2 separate regions of the Gossypium hirsutum genome follow, and region 2 is linked to region 1. A link is a contact called in public Hi-C data. All regions are on one chromosome and are shown on one strand. The core of a region is the stretch at or near the end of the contact, and the rest is flanking DNA. Distances in the headings are between cores, read along the strand shown. Region 1 has its middle 35 kb from the start of LOC121213158. Region 2 has its middle 9.5 kb from the start of LOC121213158.

Region 1 (3,259 bases), core at 690-3,189:
CCAGCATAGAAAAACTCATTTTTTGCATAATAAATTGAAGAAAATCCCAATCGATACGGTCATACGCTTTGCTAACATTTAACTTCAAAGCAATCTCACCCAACTTACCGTGACCTTTATTATTCATATAGTGGATAAGCTCAAAAGTGATCAAATGTTATTAATGATCGACGTCCTGGAACAAAAACATATTGCATGGGAGAAATGATGGAAGGCAGAATTTTCTTAAGACAGTTAGCAAGAACTTTTGCCACTATCTTGTAGAGAATGTTACAAAGCGCAACAGGCCTCAAATCTTTTAAGCTATCTAGTTTATCATTCTCGGGAATTAAAATACTCAAAGTTTCGTTAATCAAATCAAGAAAAGCTCCATTATTCAACCACGAATAATATTGATTGAAAACATCGGTACCCAAAATAGACCAACACCGTTGAAAGAATCCCGAATTCATACCATCAGGACCAAGTGCTTTATTGGGGTGCATACTCATAATTGCATCACGAAATTCCTCAATACAAAAGGGGCAACAAAAGACTCATTTTGACTATCAAAAATGCAAGCAGAGAAATCGGTAGTCGAAGAATGTGAGAAGAGATCAATAAAGAAAATATTGATATACACACATCCTATACTATCTTCTCTTTAACTCAATTTAAATTTAATTAAATTATTTAAAAAGATAAATAATTAGACTAATTCGCAACGTTTTCTTCCCTCTTCTAATCCTCTCGCTTCTATCTTCTCCTTTGAAATTCTTAAAATTCTCCATTGAAATAATTAGACTAAAGTCTCCACTTGAAGATGATAGGATCAAAGGACCTGCTTAAAGAGAAAAAAATGTTGTTCCTTGATCACATGTAAATAATAACTGGTTCATGGAAAATACCATAGACTTAGAGTCCAGTTATTATTTTCCAATCTAATTATTTTTAGTCTCCTTTTTCAGTAAAAAATAAACTATTAATTTTTCTCCTTTTTGCTCTTGAAGCGGCTCTTTGATCCTATCGTCTTCAAATGGAGACTTGTGCCTAATTGTTTCAATGTAGAATTTTGAGAATATAAATTCCTATTTAAGAATTTCAATAGAGAGAGCAAAAGTATGAGAGATTTTTGCATAAAATTTTTAAATTTCTTAAACTTATGAACATGTAAAATGATTGAGGGGTGACTTTTTTTTATCAAAAAACTTCTGTGTTAGATAAGAATTAAACTCTTTTATGTATTATTTATCTCGTACTAATTTAATTAGAGATAAAGAATATGGCTTCTCTATAAAATAATTCCAAAAGATTTAATTTCTTGATTTATCATTTTAAATTTTTAGTATTCTTCGTGTCTATTTTATAAGTTATGTTCGAGTAAAATGATAAATTATGATTAATCTAAAATTTCTCCCCAACTTTTCATTAATAAACCAATAAACTTATTTGCATTTACTTTCACTATTTTTTTTCTTTAAAAAAATAATGCATCAATTGTAATCTTCTTCTAATATATATCACTTCAAAAGGCATCTAATTAATATTTCTTATTAATTGTTTTTTAACGTGTTAAGCATATATACTACTTATATAAATAATATAAAAAGTCAATTCTAGAAGCAGATAAACTTTTTGATTTTTTATTTTTTGGAAAGTGAAACAGATATACTATTTTAAAGACACTAACTAATAGACCAAACTAGGATTTCTTTTTTCCCTTATAAAAACGGTATTATTAAATGTCATAATCAACTACCTTTGCATGCAAAAAAGAAAGCACAAATTTTAGTAACTGTGAGTCACCCTCACTTGACTAGGTAAAATATTCGGTTATACCAAGCCAAAAACACGGCGATTTACACGTGTCCAAAATCTGCCGTAAGATGTATGATTGGGCCCGACACCCATCAGGTGAAATATCTTGTCGGAAAATCTTTACGTGGCAATAGATTATGGGGGCTATAGTACCCTTCACGCCAACTTTTATAAATGTTGAGACACACACGCGTTGGATTGATCCAAACATCTTCTAACTAAGGTTGTCTTTTTATTAATTTTGTTTGCATCAAAACGTGACAATCAAATCGGCATGCATGATTGGATGTTTGGGGTTAGCGAATAATAAATAATAACGACCAATCATCTTCCACGATATAACCTATCAAACAAAACATCATCACATAATTTGAGATAAAACAAAATTATGTGATAATAAAATTAGATTCAAAAGAAAAAAACATTGAAAACATTATCTGTTAAAATAGTAATGCAGCTAGTTATTTCAGTTAAATTTTAAATTAATTAATTTGGTTTAGTATGATGTCTAAATTATAGTAAAAGAAATTGATACAAGTGATTTTAAAGAGGGTATTCTTTTTCCTATTTTAATATCTCATATAAGTTAGTCGATGAGTCATAAAGGGTTAAAAATAATTTTTTTTAAAAATATTTTTAAAAATTTTAGAGTTCGAAATAAATTGACAGATTTCATAAATGTTGATGAACAAATTTATTTACTTTTTTTAAAATTAGAATTAAAATGACAAATTTTGTAAACGTTTAGGGTTAAATTAGTTGAATTTTTTTATAGTTTGGGATCAAATTAGTAGAATGTGTAAACATTAGAGGGCTAATTTTATTATTAGACCAATAAAAAAGCCCAAATCCGCTCAAAATGACTAAAATATTTAATTTAGAAAAATTTAGTGACTAAATCGAAAAATTTAATAATCGGGTGACTAAAATAGAACGAAAAAATAATTGGCTGACCATTTTTATAATTCACCTATAAAAAATAATTTTTAGCATGTTCCACATCACTATTTAACAAAAAAAAATTAATGAAAGAACTAATTTGCATGTCTTGAAATATAGAAAGGTTAATTTACCATATTTTTAGTAGATAGGTTGAAATATGATCCACTCCTAAATACAGGGGCTTCCTTAATACTTTTATCCATAATTTCCTTGTTTTATTTTAAATCAAAACTATAACCACTATAAAAGCTATCACATTATATGGTATCGAATTAATTCAACATCGAAATGGTTTTATATTTAGTGAAATCAGTAATCTCTTTAAATATTTCAAGAGGGGCATTATGGTAATGACCAAATTAGATATATATTTTTATTTTTATTTTAAAATTTGTTGGGACCAAAACGATCTCATGTAAAAAAATTATACGTGGTTTATTTAAAATATCATATTATTTTAGGGTCATTTCTTAATTTATTGCATGTATTTGTATAATTTATTATAATAAATTTATTAATT
Region 2 (3,168 bases), core at 63-2,562, 44 kb after region 1:
AAAAGATAAAACAAGGATGAGATAGAAAGTGATTCACAATTAATTTAATTTAAAATTATGGTATACTCATTTTGAAAAAGATTATGTAATAAAATTTTAAAAAATTGATATAAATTTAAATGTAGTTGTGGTTGAAATGATATTTTTATAATTTCACAATTGATTGAGATTCGATTGATGACACAATTGAATTGAGATTCGAGTGATGAATACTAATTCAATTAAACTGTAAATAAAAAATATATATATAATAATTAAGGTTAAAAGTAAAAGGTCAAATTATGCTATTAATCCCTGTTCTTTTACGGAAGTTGTTTTAATACTTCTACTTTAATTTGGTCCTTTTTAGTCTTGTACTTTTTAAATTTTAAAATTTCAGTCCTCCCCAAATAATAATTGTTAAATTTATTAAGTTATATTATTCCCAAATGATACTAAGTCAGCTTATTATTTCCACATATTACTCACTAAAAATCCAATGATTAATGACTGTCATTTACGTCAAGATTGAAATTCAAAATTCAAAAAAGTATAGAGACTTAAAAAGACCTGATTGAAGAATATAGACCAAATCTACAATTGTCTACATAATACATAACTAATAATTGAATTTAACTAAGTAGATTTAGTTGCTATTATTTGAGTTCAGACTAAAGTTTTTAAATTAAAAAGTATAGGGACTAAGATTGACCAAATCCAAAAGGAAAGACTAAGTTTACAATTTTATCAAAGTACAGGTACCAATAGCAGAATTGAACAAAAGTAAAAAGATAAAGATATGTATGAAAAATTGGGAGTGAAGAAAGTAACTGGGTCAAAAAAAAAAATATGAAAAGCTTGTTAATTGGACAGTGGGACGTACAAATATAAATAGCGGCATGTTTGGTAAAGGTAAAAGTGGAGCGGTGAATTGAGTCTGCCATGCTTTCAATCCATACAGTGCTTGATTTGACACTTCCAAACATGTCCATGACAAGTGGCACCACGCCTTCCCATCCTAACAAAGAGTGGGTCTTTCTTTATGGTGGGCCACCCCGACAAAATTTTGGACCCACTTTGCCCCTTAGCCCATTTGTCTACTTGTTAAAATATTCCATTTTTTTCATATGCATTTTCTCATCCTTCCTTTTTGTTTTGTATCCCCCCATCGAAATTCCATTTTTATAAAGTTAATTACATAAACAATAGCATGTGATTGGAGACACGTTATGCATTATTAGCAGAGGTGGGAAAGTTGAATGTAATAATGTTAAGTGAAGGAGAGAGAGAGTTCCTCACCTCAACCACGGCAACTTTATCTACTACAATTTTCTGACACTTTGCACGGTGGCCTTGACTTTGGTACATTCTAGATGCTCCACCTCATGCATTAGACAAAGTATAGGGCACCAATTTTATCTAATGTTTCAACCTCTTGACTTTTTTATAACATTCATGCAACAAAATGGCTTTGGCACTTGGCATTCGACGGTTTTCATACACCCAATGGGATCAATCAGGTACTTCAAGTCAGTGTAGGCAAATATTATTTTTCTTCCTTTTTTTTGTTTTGGATGGTATCCAATTGCATTAAGTTATAAAACAAAAAGATTTAGACTAAGTGGTTCATGTCAATATTTATAATTTTTCACAAAACAACCAATAACGTCACTTTCTTATTAATTATTGATCATTTATTTTTTTTGAGTTGCAAGTTGCACATGTATGCAGCAATATCAACAATGAATGCTTTTTCTTCGTTAAAATCGTCTCATCTTCAATGCAATGGAATGCTACAAAATATAGGAGAAGGTAATGCCGACCATTTCTGTTTTGAGATACCCCGATTTTGTCCCATTCAACGTGCCTTAGTCCCCCACACCTATTGTCTTATGGGGCCATATACAAGTCACCTACTATCGAAGCATGGAGCCTTTCTTTTTCTTCATTAATTATTATAACACTTAATCTTAATATATCTTAGAAATGGCACAATTAGTCAATTGAGCTTTGATTCAGTTGATACCATTGTTGTTGTAATAATCATGAAGATTTATAAAAAAATTTTAAGGGAGGCGGAACTAAGTTTTATATTTTTACGATAGTAAAAATATAATTTCATCATTTTAATAGCGTATACATTTATAATTTTTAAAGGATTAAATCAAATTTTTATCATTTGAGGGGGATAAAGTGTACTTTTTTCATTACTAATTTAACACTTTATAAATTATAAAGGGACCAAAAGAGAAATTTTTCATTTTAAAGGTGAAGGGCAAGGCTGTTGCCAATCCCTTGAAGATTTGAGTTCAAATACACTTAAAAGTGTATTATGTCTCAATTTGAAGATTTGAAAGGTTATAAGTAATAGTAACAATTTTATTAAAAATATCAAATAATATAGTAATTAAAATAGTTTGCATTAGAGAAAATATTATTTAAGTAAAGGAAAATTTGATTAATAAATTCCTTAAATTTGTTAAAGATAGCATGTCATTATAAGACTTACTAATGTATAGTCAACAGGGACTTTAAGTTTGATACTTACTAAGATATTATGTATAGTCAACTAATTGAACAGCTGTTATTACTCATATTCGGTTTTGGATGATTTAACATAATGGAAATTTGTTAACGAGTGCCTAATAATACTAAATATTAAGGTTATTATATTTTTGAAGACCTAATAATAATTTATAAAATGTACTAAAAATCTAGAAATATTATTGTAAACTACATGAACTTGAATCCTTTGTATGGTTTTAATATGAAAGGTGGGGTTATTCATAATTCAAGTTTGATTAAAGTGCATGCACTTGGCCAAAAGAATTCAAGAAATGTTTTTTCCTTGTAGCTTGTAGCCTCACCATTGGTTGCCATATAAAACAAATTTTAATTATTTCATATATTAAAAGGTAGAAAAAAAGAAAAAGAGAGGTTAGTGGGGTTTTGGCAGTTGGCAGTTTTTCTAGGTAAAGTCGGTTGGTCGACTACTTCTAATTTGATTTGTTTTTGAGAGGGATGTTCTACTTTAACAAAAAGGCTATGCTATTTCACCTCCCTCTTTTCCTTTTAAAAATAACTTTACAAACTTCTTATTCTGTTTATATTATTTAATTCCATAATAATATTCAATCTATTTTACATCTACCATATTGCTGAATGGTTAGTTTATTAAAATAAATAAAA

What was found. Hi-C and Micro-C count contacts between places; a contact is called where the count stands out from the background.
Region 2: a Hi-C map of leaf shows a contact between it and region 1, with 2.7 times the contacts expected there. The contact joins two enhancer-like sites. A contact is called at or near these places in 13 of 34 Hi-C or Micro-C datasets (anther, fibers, hypocotyl and 3 more).

Annotation. Positions count from the first base shown.
Region 1 is chrA13:98,714,097-98,717,355 of Gossypium_hirsutum_v2.1, forward strand. No RefSeq gene overlaps it. Among protein-coding and RNA genes, the nearest start is that of LOC121213158, 35 kb to the right of the region's middle. Within about 2 kb of position 1,940, at least 3 of the 9 cell types and tissues checked have an H3K27ac peak or open chromatin away from gene starts, as enhancers often do. A contact at or near this core is called in hypocotyl and leaf, where this site is marked.
Region 2 is chrA13:98,758,254-98,761,421 of Gossypium_hirsutum_v2.1, forward strand. No RefSeq gene overlaps it. Among protein-coding and RNA genes, the nearest start is that of LOC121213158, 9.5 kb to the left of the region's middle. Within about 2 kb of position 1,313, at least 3 of the 9 cell types and tissues checked have an H3K27ac peak or open chromatin away from gene starts, as enhancers often do. A contact at or near this core is called in hypocotyl and leaf, where this site is marked.